2 separate regions of the Sus scrofa genome follow, and region 1 is linked to region 2. Evidence: chromatin contacts called from public HiChIP or PLAC-seq data. All regions are on one chromosome and are shown on one strand. Each heading gives the region's core, a stretch centred on a gene start, on an enhancer-like site or on the middle of the called end of the contact. The rest is flanking DNA. Distances are from core to core; before and after follow the strand shown. Region 1 has its middle 190 kb from the start of MITF. Region 2 overlaps FRMD4B (FERM domain-containing protein 4B).

Region 1 (6,959 bases), core at 658-3,157, 570 kb after region 2:
TTATTTACAGATGATATCCATTAAAAGTTATTAAAAGATAATGGCTACAATTCCATGTGCTACACAGTAGATCCTTGCTGCTTATTGCAATACGGTGTTGTTCACAATAGTCATCATGATGTACATGACATTCCCCTCATGTATTTCTCTTATAACTGGACTTTTTTTACCCTGTGACCACTTTCACCGTTTCTGCCCACCTGCTCCCCACTCCAGCTTCTGGCAGTGACCATTCTGTTTTCTATATGTATGAACTCACTCCTTCTTTAAAGATTCTACATATAAGTGAGATCATATATAAAAGAAATCATGTATAAATGATAAATATATTTTAATTTAATTTAATTTTGTCTTTTTAGGGCCACACCCATGGCATACGGAGTTTCCCAGGCTAGGGGTCAAATCAGAGCTATAGCCACTGGACTACACCACAGCCACAGCTGTGCCAGATCCAAGCTGCGTCTGCAGCCTACAGCAAAACTCACGACAATGCCAGATCCTTAACCTGTTGAGCAAGGCCAGGGATGGAACCGCATCCTCATGGATACTAGTCAAATTCCTTTCCGCTGAGCCACAACGAGAACTCCATGAGAAATATATTTTAAATAGGTATTCACTAAAAGTAGCCTTTAGCTTTCACCTTGTTTGAAGACTTTATTTAAAAAATGATGTGTATTTTAAGAACTCAAGCATCTTCTAGCTATTAATAGGTTGATAGGCAATATTAATTTTACTGTCTCTCAGTCCTCACTTGAAAGAGGCGCTATGGGAACTGGAAAGTTCTTAGTTCCCTGGAAATCTCTGGGAAGCAGTATACTAAATGTCTATAAATATTTATTGAATAAAGAAGGACTGAAATGAATAAAGTATTTCTGGTGTGCAAGAAGGGGTCCTTAACTTTGGGGAACTCTGTTAAACTCTTAGAAAAAAGTATTTTAGAAAATATCTTGACTTTTTTTCTTATTAGCTGTGAGCCATTGTTAAGGTTTCTTGAACCCAGTTTTCTCATCTAAAATATGGGGGATGAAAAAAGATCATGTGTCACATGCTTGGTGACTGTAAAATGCTCAGTACATGAAGTTAGTGGGGGCACTAATTGTTGTTCCTACCGTTGGCATTAAGAGAGGAAATCAACAGGTAGTCAGTTCTTGTACTTCTGTTCTATAGACTCAGAATGAACACATAGTTTGGGAATACTGAACCATCATTCCTAGGAATACAGGGTTAGGTTCCTGCAAGCCTGTGGTCACAGCATGTTTGTCAACTGCTTGAAACATAACCTTGCTTTATGTTTCTGATAAAGACACTTTATTTTATAATTATTGATTCATTAACATTGAACTTAGGGCCACAGCACTGTTAAGTCATGTCTGAAGGAAGCTTATCTACCACCTGTGTTTTCTCCTTAAGGCACCTCCTAGCCATCTCATGTTTCGTAACACCAGACAGTACATTTTCTTTTTAAATTTTTTAATTTTTTTCAGACAGTACTTTTTAGCATTAGGTAGGCTTGGGGGAATCAGTAAAGTAATGAAGAAAAAATACACAGATGCTGAAAGCTTAGCACTAGATAGACCCCTCCAAGGACACTTTTTACCATGTGAGAGCTGACACAAAGAGGCAGAGAGTCGCCTTTCTTAACCTCCTTTGGGAATGCATGTTGTGGATGACTCAGATTTCTCACTTCTCTATCCACAAATGACTGTAAAAATGCTGCAGATATCAATTTTGGAGTTACAAATACATTTTAGCAATAGGTAAACTCAGAAATAGGAAATCCATGAATAAGGATGGTGAATTGTATTAAAAATTATTTCCTAGCACCTGTCTTTCTCTGGCAGTTCTTTCTCTGAGCTAAAAAACACATGCTTAGTGGGGAAGACATGTTCAAACACTGTCTGCTCCAGCATTGTGGTGGAGTAACAGGATGTTACAGTAATCAAGTTTTCCCAGGCATCTGATCTTCCAATTTTACCAGTTTATTTGCCAATGAAAATGGCTCCTCACTTCCAGATCTTTAATCAACATTCTGATTAAATCAACTCTTCTGATATTTTACTCTTCATTTTGATGTAATTACTACTGTTCTTTAGATGGTGGGGAGTGAGAATGGGGACTTGGAAAAAAAGCACAGAGAAATTGTGGGAAAAATGAAAAAGGAGTTACCTTCATGACTCAGCAGAAACAAATCTGATTAGCATCCATGAGGATGCAGGTTTGATCCCTGGCCTCGCTCAGTGGGTTAAGGATCTGGTGTTGCGGTGAGCTGTGGTATAGGTTGCAGACATGGCTCTGATTTGGTGTTGCTGTGACTGTGGTGTGGCCTGGCAGCTGTAGCTCTGATTCTACACCTTGTCTGGGAACCTCCATATGCTGAGGGTGTGGCCCTAAAAAAAAAAAAAAGAAAGAAATTGTGGGGACCATTGCTGATGAATCCAGTAGGAAGCAATGAAATGGCTTAGAAATTCTGGTGTAGGAAGTTTTTAAAGTCACAAGCCCAGCTTACTCATGGCCTCGAAGATAAAGGTGATGCTTTTGACTTCTCAGTGTATTGAAAATTAGCATATTATAATTATAAGTATAGTCATTGTAAACATTAATTGAGTACTTGTTGGGAGTGCTTGGAATTCTTTTAGGAAGGATGGAAGGAAAGAGTTGTTTTCAGTAGGCCCAGCAGTTTTGAGGGGCATAGCAGAGAGGTCACACAATGTAATAACAACAAAGAAACACAAACAGCAACAATAACAGCAGCACCTAGGATTTTCAAAATCCTTACCACAGGCTGTGTCTTGTATTAGTGCTTTAATCTTTTCTGTGTTTTGGAAACAAACCTACTGGGGCTAAAGTAATAAAAATTGGAGTTCCCGTTGTGGCTTAGTGGTTAATGAACCATGAAGATGTAGGTTTGATCCCTGGCCTCGCTCAGTGGGTAAAGGATCTGGGTGTTGCCTTGAGCTGTGGTGTAGTTCGCAGACATGGCTTGGATCCCGAGTTGCTGTGGTTCTGGCATAGGCTGGCGACTATAGCTCCTCTTGGAACCCCTGGCCTGAGAACCTCCATATGCCTCTGCTGCGGCCCTAAAAAGACAAAATAAATAAATAAATAAATAAATATAGTAATAAATAAAGTAATAAAAATTGTAGAACAGTGGGGTTTAAGTATCGAAGATTGCATCTTGTTCTACCTTGCATCTGTAGCCTACCTTTTGCATTTTCATAATGTATTCTTGTGTATCATTAGAGGAATGACTTTAGCTTGTGTGTGTGCATGCATGTGTCTGTGTGTGTGTGTTCATCTGTCTTAGTCCTGGGATAAGGAAGATACCTATGTGATTTTTTTTTTTCTCCAGATTTTTCCTTTATTAGAAAAGTCAAGAACCTGAAGCAGAAGGAATGAATAATTTGGATCTAGTTTAATGACCAATATATTGAGACAAATACTAGCTATATTTCAAATGCTAGTTTGATTATATGAGGTAGGTGGGATCCCATTTTATAGATAGCAAAACTGAGGCTATGCCATTGTAATAAAGTTGCCTGAAGTCATTCAAATAAGAGTGGAACCAAGACTTAATCAGATGACTGACTTCAAAGCTTACCCTCCTGTCTGTCATGCTGCAGTGATTTCTGTCCATATTGGGGTATCTAGAGGGAGGCAGGATAGGAAGTGATCAGGCATAACAACTCATGTTGATTTTGGAATAGAAAGAGGACTAAGTTTCTGATGAAGTAAAGAGAAACTCTGGGTGTGGCTGACCATCTGAATCCAAGATAAATAGATCTGTCTATTAAAGGTGCTCACAGAATGCTTGACTGCACAGTTCTTTGTTTTCAAATCTGTTTCTGATGGTTGAAAGGAGGTAGGCTGTGAAGGCCTCAAGAAAGGTAGCAGAAGATGGGATGGTGGATACTTCATCATTCACCAGGGCGTGGTGTGTGAGTTGTAGATTTTCCTCATGCCTCATTAAAGATCTTCTTTGAATGGCCCTAGTGGATATGGATAACATCAAGAGTCTTGTCTACTTACCCATCCTGTGGTCTACCACTGAACATGTAACTCCTAACATCTTTATGGTTTCCATTCATCTCTCTCTTTTTCCCTTCTAACCTGACTTGTTAATTGCTTTTCCTATATGTTTTTATGATGTCGTAGCCAGTCTATTATGTTCTGGACTGTTTATCTTTGAATGCCAAAGGTCTTGAAACATCATAATGTTGTGTAATGAACATAACTTCTGCCTTGACATGTGGGTGTTAAAAACATTAGTCATTGCAAAGTATTGAGTTAAATATTTTCAATAAAAGAATATAATGATCTAATGGAGAGGAAGATGTTATAAAAATACTAGTTGATGGCTTTAATGATGAGCCATGTACTTTGTGGGTTCTAGCAGTGATGGGTTAGAAATTGACAGAATGAATGTAAAAGCGTTCACACTCTTGTTTAGTGAAAGAGAAGAAAGACCAACAATTTTAAAAAAATGTAATTCTTATGTATACAAAGAAAAATGTCATCCATTTGAAGTTTTCAAATCTTCTGTTCCTGGTTTCCTGCCTCACATGTATCTTTAACTACCATGCGAAATGTTATAGATTTGCATGAGATAGTATCAATAGAGACCTCTGGGCTGTGTCTTGTCAGGAAGCCTGTAGCCTTGCAATGATCTGTTTTTTTTTTTTTTTTTTTGAGAGCATCAGGGCATCTTTTGTAACACCATCAGAGAGCCAGGGACTTCCTGAGTGAATGAACAAGGTGGGTCTCTACTTGTGGTACTGATTTTACGAAGCATTTTGGTCAGCATTAGTCATTACAAAACTGTATGCCTGCTGCTTTGATTTATCTCTGTAGACATCTCCCCATGGTGTAAGATGGAATACTCATCTGTCTATGTCTCTGGGTATCTAAAAATGTTAGAGGTACATCGGTCTTTTTCTTTTTTTTTTTTTTAGGGCCTCACCTGTGGCATATGAAGTTCCCCGGCCAGGGATTGAATCCGAGCCACAGCTGTGACCTATGCCACAGCTGCAGTAATGCTGGTTCCTTAAACCGCTGTGCCCTAGTGGGAAGTCCCATTGCTCTATTTCTTGCTGGAGAGTGTTTTGTAGGTACCGGTCTTCTCTGAGGGAATATTGTCTATTGAGTGTTGGGTCATCAGTGCTCTCTTATTTCTCGGGGTTGGCAGGTTTAAACCAGAGACAATGCATGCCGTCCGTTACCTGTTCAGTCATTCTGGTAGGAAAAAACTTCTAAGTTAAATACCTTTTCTTTCCTACGGAGGTACCAACAAGGAAACTGTCTTAATTTTAGAGTAGGGAGCCTAAACTGTGTCTGTGGCTGCTGTTAAAATCTTCTCAACAGGCTGGGTATTTTCAAAGGATATCCAGCTCAACTATATCAATTATGTGTGGGGAAAATGTTTATTTTCCACTATAACACCATGTCCAAATGGATCATCATCTCATGATCAATGTCTGACATTTTGGGGGTCAGAGCTTGTGTGAAGGGGAGATCTTGCATCTTTGGTAATATTTCTGGAAGGATTATTGATATTGAGCCCTCCTGTATATGGTTTTCCATTTATTTGCTATCTCTATTAACTGAATCTGTAGATAAGGAACAATTTTTGAATGGAAACCAAGTAACCTGTTGATGTAAAGTCAACTTTACCTTTTATGATTCTCATTGTTAGCACCTCCCTCCTTCCTGGCTGGATTCCCTGTCATTTTAAGTAGGCAGCAATTACTGGTTTGTTCAAGAAGCTGGTTCCTGCTGCCAAGGATCCTCTTAATTATCACTCTATCTCTCACTTGGTCTCCCTTGAGTTGAGAGAAGGTGCACGTTAAGTGTGTGGCAGAGTAGCAGCTGTCCTAGCTCCGTAATAATCTCCTCTCTGGCTCGGTTCAGTGGATCCAATGTTCAGCCAAAGGGCCGAGGCAGCCCTGGTGAGTCTTTTCAACTCTTCTTTAGGTTGTTTGGTCAGTCAGCTTTGGTGTGGTTTTCTTGTGCCTCTGACTCTGACCTGAGTAAAAGCTAAGGGCATTTGGGTTGGGAGTTCACACCTGTTCCGGGTCCATCTCTGAGCTCAGATGGGACACCTTGAAAATACTGCAATGGTTTTCTCACAAACTCTTTTCTCTCACTGGGACAAAGGAGACCATGGAATTGACTCATGGCCTGTCTTCAAGAAGGTAATGCACATCATAACCAAAATAACTCAATTTTTACAGGTTCTTCGATAGCACATATTTTTTTTTTTTCAGAGCGATAGTCTTTTGCCTAATAATGATTCTTTGGTTTTTGTCGTTCATAAATGGCTAGATTGCTTTCTGTTTTCAGAAATGTTCAGTTCACTTGTTTCAGTGAATTTTTTTTTCAGAAGTTCCACTGGATCATTTGATTAGGTTTGGAGTGCCTATGCTTCCTTTTCTACTTTTTCTGTATTTTTGGCAGTGTTGTTGTTTAAAACTGTTGAAGTGATTCGCTGCAAAGTGGATTAATTTTCCACGTCTTCAAATGTGTTTTCCAGTCGCCTCAAAATTTCTTTGCACTCCCCCCCCCATATGATAGTCTGCAGTCATAGTTCTCTCATTCTTCCTGGATCCAATATAAATGCTGATGTCACTGAATTTCTTAAAATACAGCTGGTGGGGATTAACAGAAATTGTAAGAGCATACCACTTCCTCATTTTGCTATTTTCTTGACTAATTATTGTCCTTTCAAGTTCTGTAGGAGACTGGGGATTTGGAAGGAAGTTCTCTGTCTTGAAGTTAAAACAGCACTTTTCTCCCCTCCCCCCGCCTTTTTTTTTTCCTGTTAATGTTATTCTTCAAAAATAATCTGATTTTTTTAGGATGCTGCCTGAATGTGCTCTCAAATAACCTTGGCTAGACTTTCTCCACTTAGGGTTTTGCATGGTGCATTGTCTTCTATCCTGGGTGAAAGGTTTTGAATACTTCCC
Region 2 (6,182 bases), core at 1,037-3,536:
GAGTTCTGAACAGAGTTTCCTAAGACACTTAGGTGTAACTCAGTTTCACAAACCGAGCCTCCCACGGCTGACACGCTACTGACATCAGCAACTCTACTGAGAGACACCTCCCGGGTTCCACTCCTTTCTCGCCATCAGGGAGAGGACATCCGAGTTGTCTTTAGCCGATTTTCCCAGGAGATAGATACCGTTTTCAACTGGGGGTACAGACTGGATTTGGATGGTGTTTCCTGGGAAGTAAGCTGCTTTGAATCCAGGGACAAATTTCACCAGAGGCTGGGTGAGGGAGACGTGTCTCCGGGTTTACTCACCCTGGCCCACGAACAGGTTCTACAGGAAGAGCCACAATGCAGCTCAGCTGTGTTTTCCTTTGCGTCCATTCCCACACACAGAAAAACCAGGGCTGGACTTGCAACCTGATCTCTGAAAGCCACCACCTCCCCCTCTTATCACTTACAAACGTGAAATACTAGCGCTTTTGCCTCCATTTAGCCTGGCCCTGCACGGAGAGCCGAGACGGGGCTTCCTGTGAGCAAGAACCCTACTTAAAAGACGAAGGGTTTCAGTTCATTTAAAGAGTCTGAAGTAATTAAATGGCAACTGAGTTTGCACACAAAGTTATGGGAATGAGACTGAGTTTTTGAAGTCTGAAAGGCAAAGCCCTTGCCCCACTCGAAAGCTTAAAAATTTGCAAAATGTGGTATCACGTATGTTCCTGTAATAGAATAAAAGTCAACAGTGTTCGCACAAACTTAATTTGTGACAGCGGTTGCCGCTAGGGTGGGGAAGGTAGAATGGATGAGGGGTTAAGTGGCACAGAAAACCTCAACATTACCAGTCATGTTTGATTTAATAAAAATAAGTAAATATGACAAACTACAGTAATTGACAATTTAAGTGGTTATGTGGGTCTTATCAGATTCTTGGTATTCCTGTCTATTTAAAGTAATGGAAGTTTATATAAAATGTACAAAGGTTGGTCTACCATACTAGAGTGAGATTTCCACTTCCTAACCATTTGGGGAGCTTCTATTTTAGAAATCTGTCACTACTGTGATTATTATCAAGGTATGAAGTTGATAGGAAAACACAATTGCAGTGGCACTGGAACTAGTTGGCAGGTAGTCTTTCTTTTTTTAAATTTCTAAAATCATCCTTCTACTGTGCTTCTCAATGATCTTGGAGTTCTTTTTTTTTGCTTTTTAGGGCCGCACCCACAGAGGTTCCCAGGCTAAGGGTAGAATTGGAGCTACAGCTACCAAGCCTACGCCACAGTCATAGCACACAGGATGTGAGCTGCATCTTTGACCTACACCACAGCTCACGGCAACGTTGGAGCCTTAGCACACTGAGCGAGGCCAGGGATCGTACCCGCAACCTCATGGTTCCTAGTCGGATTTGTTTCTGCTGCACCATGTCGGGGAACTCTGATATTGGAGTTCTTGTTCTCAGAGAGCCAGGATGAGGCTCTGAAGCTAGCAATGGAGAGGAGATGAAGTGGATTCCTTTCTTCATGCAATCTGCCTAGGACAGTGCCTGGCACACAGCAGGTAACTAACCAGTTTTCATTCGGGTAAGTAACACCCCCCCTCCACCCCCCACAGCAAAATTGCTTGAGATTTTGGACCAATGGACAGATAAGAGGAAATTGTCAAAGAAATATCCATCAGGCTGATCTGACTTCTTGGGGGCATCTATTTAGAGAAATGGCCTGACATATATAAGGAATACTCTAAACCTCCTGAAAGAAGAACAGCTGCAAGAAACCACTTAAGAGGAAAGATCAAAGTTCAGAGGAAGGTAGAAGGAGAAGAGGAGGCTTTCTATTTTCCATTGTTTGGAGAAAACAGGTGCCCATAATAGAGAGTAGGACTATTATAGGGTACGATGTCTTATAGGACAGAACAAAACTATTATATATATTGTATTATATGCATGTGTTTCTATAAACAACATTTGTAACTTTCATATTAAAACAGAAAAAATTTTTGCCCAGGCCCATTCCCATTGTTGGAGATTTAGTTGGGGGGTGGGGTGGGGTGGAGCTTTGCCTGCAAACAGTTAAGAGTATGAAACTGTGATCCAAAGTGATCATTAAATAAGCATAATAACAATTATTAATTGATATCTATTGTTGTTTATGTGGCACTCACTAGTAGCAATGAGTTTGAAATTGTGTTTATAATTCACAGTGTTTGTGACAAAAGGAAATACTTGCCTGGTGACAATAAAACTATGAATTAGGTAGGTCTTCCAGACTTCTTTCTACTCTATGCTCATCTAGAATGATTAATTGTGCCTTTTAGCATCAAAAGAAGGAAGTAGATAGCAACCGATGAAACAACAGCTGGGATTAAGTTTGAGATTGCAAAATAAATAAACAGAGAGATAAAAAAGTCAAAGAGGAGCAATCTGAACAGTGATAGTAACAAAAAGATAATAATAAAAATACTACGACAGGAAGAAAATGTATCTTTAGGTTACAAATCAACTTGTCTTAAGAAAAGTGTGACATTGTAAGTCAACTATATTTCAGGAGTTCCCACTGTGGCCAGCAGAAATGAATCTGACTAATATCCATGAGGATGTGGGTTCCGGAGCTGTCATGAGCTGGGGTGTAAGTGAAGACTGGGCTTGGATCCTTCGATGCTGTGGCTGTGGTGTAGGCTGGCAGTGCAGCTCTGATTCGACCCCTAGCCTGGGAACTTCCGTGTGTCTTGGATACAGACCTAAAAAGCAAAAAACAACAACAAAAAAACTATACTTTGATCAAAGTTTTTTTTAGTATCAAAAATTTAAAAACTGACAAAATCAAAGTGGAATCAAAATCTATCTTAAAAGCCAACTTGTATAAAATACCATAATCAGAATCTAGTCCCTTTATCCTTTGATGTAAAGTTAGAATAAGAGCCATGTTATTACACTCTATTTAATGAGATGCATGGCTTGAATAGTTAAGCCACTTTGTTGAAACCTATAATCAATATTTAGACCCCACCCACTATTACAGACTTAAATACAAGAAATCACCTCCTTCCCATGCCTATCCTACAATCACACTGGTTCCTAAAAATCCAAGGCCACTGCCAAACTTTAGAAAAAAGGACTATAAGGAAAAGAAGAGGGACTTTTAGGAAACCAAATGTCACATATTTAAGTAGCTCTTGGAGTCTTTTCATCATTCCTCTTCAGTTAGCAAATACTTCTTGTCCACCTTCTTCGTGAGAGGTCCTGATGTAGTTGGCAAATAATGGACAGGTCCCCTGCCTCATGGTGCTTACCTACTCACTGGACCCCATTGGACATTTCCATCCTGATTTCAACACATCTGTTTTATTTGGCAAGCTGCTTAACTTTCCTAGGTCTCAGTTTCCTCATCTGTGAAATGGGACCAACAAAGCCTTTCTCAGAGGGTTGTTGGAAGGGTTTAGTGAGATTATGTTTACAAAGCACTTAGCCCAGTGCCTGGCTCAGAATCTATGCTCAGTAAGTGATAAAGCTAGTCAGATCTGTCATGAAGGACTCTGAGTCCAATTCTCTTATTATCTCTTCTGAAGATGGAGAAGTGCCTATCTTTTCTAAAGATGGAGGAGAGCCACTTAACAGCAGAAAGAGAACTAGAAATGGCTGTCTGGATCCCACATCTGTCTTTCCACTGATGAGAAAGGGCCAAGTTACCCTGATGACACATCCGTGACTCTCAGGTTTCCAATTCTACGAGCTTTGCCCTCTGTAAAAACTGCTCTATCTCTGTTTATTTCATTGGTAGTTTCCTGATAAACCCTCTAGGTAGGAAATCTATTTTCTGCTCTAGTATCACAGAGGTCACAGAGGAGGGGCAGACAGATGGGTCAAAGGCACATCTGCTGGGAAACGCATGGCAGCAAGCTAGCAAGCTCCCACCTGTGTGGAATACTCAGAAAAAAAGAGACTTGCCACAGCATGTACACAAATTCTGAGAAATGTTCACCTGCCACCAGCAAGGGGCATATTTGGGGTAATGAGAGATGAGGAAAAGTCTCAGACAGAACGCATCCAACTGTCTTTTTGAATCTTGTAGACAGCACCCGAAAGTTTCACATGAGGTGAGGACAGGAAAGACGTCATTAAAAGCTTGGTTGGTTTTTTTTTAAATAGCACTTATAATACAGGTTAATCATTTAACTGCAAATTCACCTGGAAATGACTAAATTTAGGATAGTCCCAGCTGTAGTATATGACTGTACATCAAATAATGACTCACATAGGGTGATTCCCTGCTATAATGCGAAGCAAAACAAAATCACCATTTTTTTTTTTTTTTTTTTGTCTTTTTGCCTTTTCTAGGGCCGCTTCCTGTGGCATATGGAGGTTCCCAAGCTAGGGGTCCAATCGGAGCCGCAGCTACCGGCCTATGTCAGAGCCACAGCAACGCGGGATCCGAGCTGCATCTGCAACCCACACCTCAGCTCATGGCAATGCCAGATCCTTAACCCACTGAGCAAGGGCAAGGATCGAACCCGCAACCTCATGGTTCCTAGTCAGATTCGTTAACCACTGTGCCACGACGGGAACTCCCATAAATTACCATATTTTTGATTCAGTCTTTTTTTTTTTCATTTCAAAAAAGTTACACATGATAAATATACTATCAGTATCCATGATTCAGCTAGCAGCTCTGTTTTGCCCTCTGGAGTACCAGAAAATTAGAATTTTGCAGGATTATGAGCTTTGAGACAGCCAAATTGACCTCCCTTCTATCCAGCCAGCCATCCTTCAACCCATCACATATTTATGTGACTCTGAACAAGTCTCCAACAACCTTATGGGGAAGTGCTACTTAGCCCCATTTCACGGAAGATAAAGCTAAGGCTCAGAGAGGTTTAAGTAAACTGGCCAAGGTCACAAAGCTAAAGGTACAGATTTGGGATCCACGCCTGAGCACAATCATGGATCCAAACCCCTCAGTGCCTAAGTATAGCACACTATCCTGCCTTTCTCATCTGGGGAGAATCTTCTACGGAGATTCATGATGTTATCTAATAAAAGGAAAAGGGAGGAGTTCCCGTTGTGACCCCAGTGGAAATGAATCTGACTAGGAACCACGAGGTTGCAGGATCGATCCTTGGCCTTGCTCAGTGGGTTAAGGATCTGGCATTGTAGTGCGCTGTGGTGTAGATTGCAGGCTCGGACCCTGCATTGCTGTGGCTGTGGCATAAGCTGTTACTCTGATTAGTCCCCTAGCCTGGGAACCTCCATATGCCACAGGTATGGCCATAAAAAATAATAATAATAATAATAAATTAAAAAGGAAAGGGGGAAAAAAAGGAGTAGTTCCCAGCTCTACCTCCTAGGAAAAAACAGCAGCAATTACGGCAGTCTTTTGCAAAAAAAGGACTGTGAGTCTGTCAAATTTTAACTTAGACTACTGGTTCTCAACCACTGATTATTCTGCTTCACTTCTCAACTCATACCCACAACTACCGGAACATGTGGCCATGTCTGGAGCTATTTGTGGTTATCTCACCGGAGGCGAGGAGCTACTAGCATCTTGTGGTTAGAGGCCCGGGAGATTGTCGAATATCAGACCATGTCAGGACAGAATGATCTGGCCCAAAACATTGATAGAGTAGAGACTGAGAAATCTGACTCAGAGGATAATTTTTGGTGATGCAACTATGCTATGGTACCTGGAGTGTACTGATGAAGAAGATAAAAATTATCCTATAAAATAATGAATTTTGGAGTTCTCTTTTTCTCAACAAGGTGAGGCCTTCAGGAACAAATGGTTGTTTGGATTGTTTTCCAAATGCAAATACTACCTCCCAGCGGGACTTAGAACAACCCATCAGACAACAAGAGGCCACGTTCACAGTGCTTGGTGTGCCGAACTAAAATTTCACAATATACCCAATGGTACACACTCAGGGAGTGAAAACTCCTTTTTCAGATATGATGTCATAATCTTCCACACATAGAGTATCAGGTCTCAATGAGTGGAACATTTTTGGAAATGTTTGGACGAAGATGTTCTGGGTGTCAGAAAATGCATACTATGAAAATCTGACCATCTAAGAGGATGTCATCTCATGTAAATTTCCTCTGTGGAAGTCTCTAGCCTCGAAGGGCTGATCTGATGACTTCTGATTCCTTGCCTTAGAGCCCTCACTGTGTCTGGAACAACGAAGGCTGACCAGGGCTCA

Evidence for each region. HiChIP or PLAC-seq counts read pairs in DNA pulled down with a chosen protein or histone mark.
Region 1: an H3K27ac HiChIP or PLAC-seq map of alveolar macrophages shows a contact between it and region 2. The contact joins two enhancer-like sites. A contact is called at or near these places in 1 of 47 Hi-C or Micro-C datasets (epiblast stem cells) and 1 of 2 datasets of contacts at active chromatin or transcription factors (alveolar macrophages).

The regions. Positions count from the first base shown.
Region 1 is chr13:51,195,539-51,202,497 of Sscrofa11.1, forward strand. It overlaps a transcript of MITF not described here. Among named protein-coding and RNA genes, the nearest start is that of MITF, 190 kb to the right of the region's middle. Within about 2 kb of position 1,908, at least 5 of the 83 cell types and tissues checked have an H3K27ac peak or open chromatin away from gene starts, as enhancers often do. A contact at or near this core is called in alveolar macrophages, where this site is marked.
Region 2 is chr13:50,629,160-50,635,341 of Sscrofa11.1, forward strand. The region is part of intron 12 of FRMD4B (FERM domain-containing protein 4B); the gene reads right to left. Among named protein-coding and RNA genes, the nearest start is that of LMOD3, 78 kb to the left of the region's middle. Within about 2 kb of position 2,287, at least 8 of the 83 cell types and tissues checked have an H3K27ac peak or open chromatin away from gene starts, as enhancers often do. A contact at or near this core is called in alveolar macrophages, where this site is marked.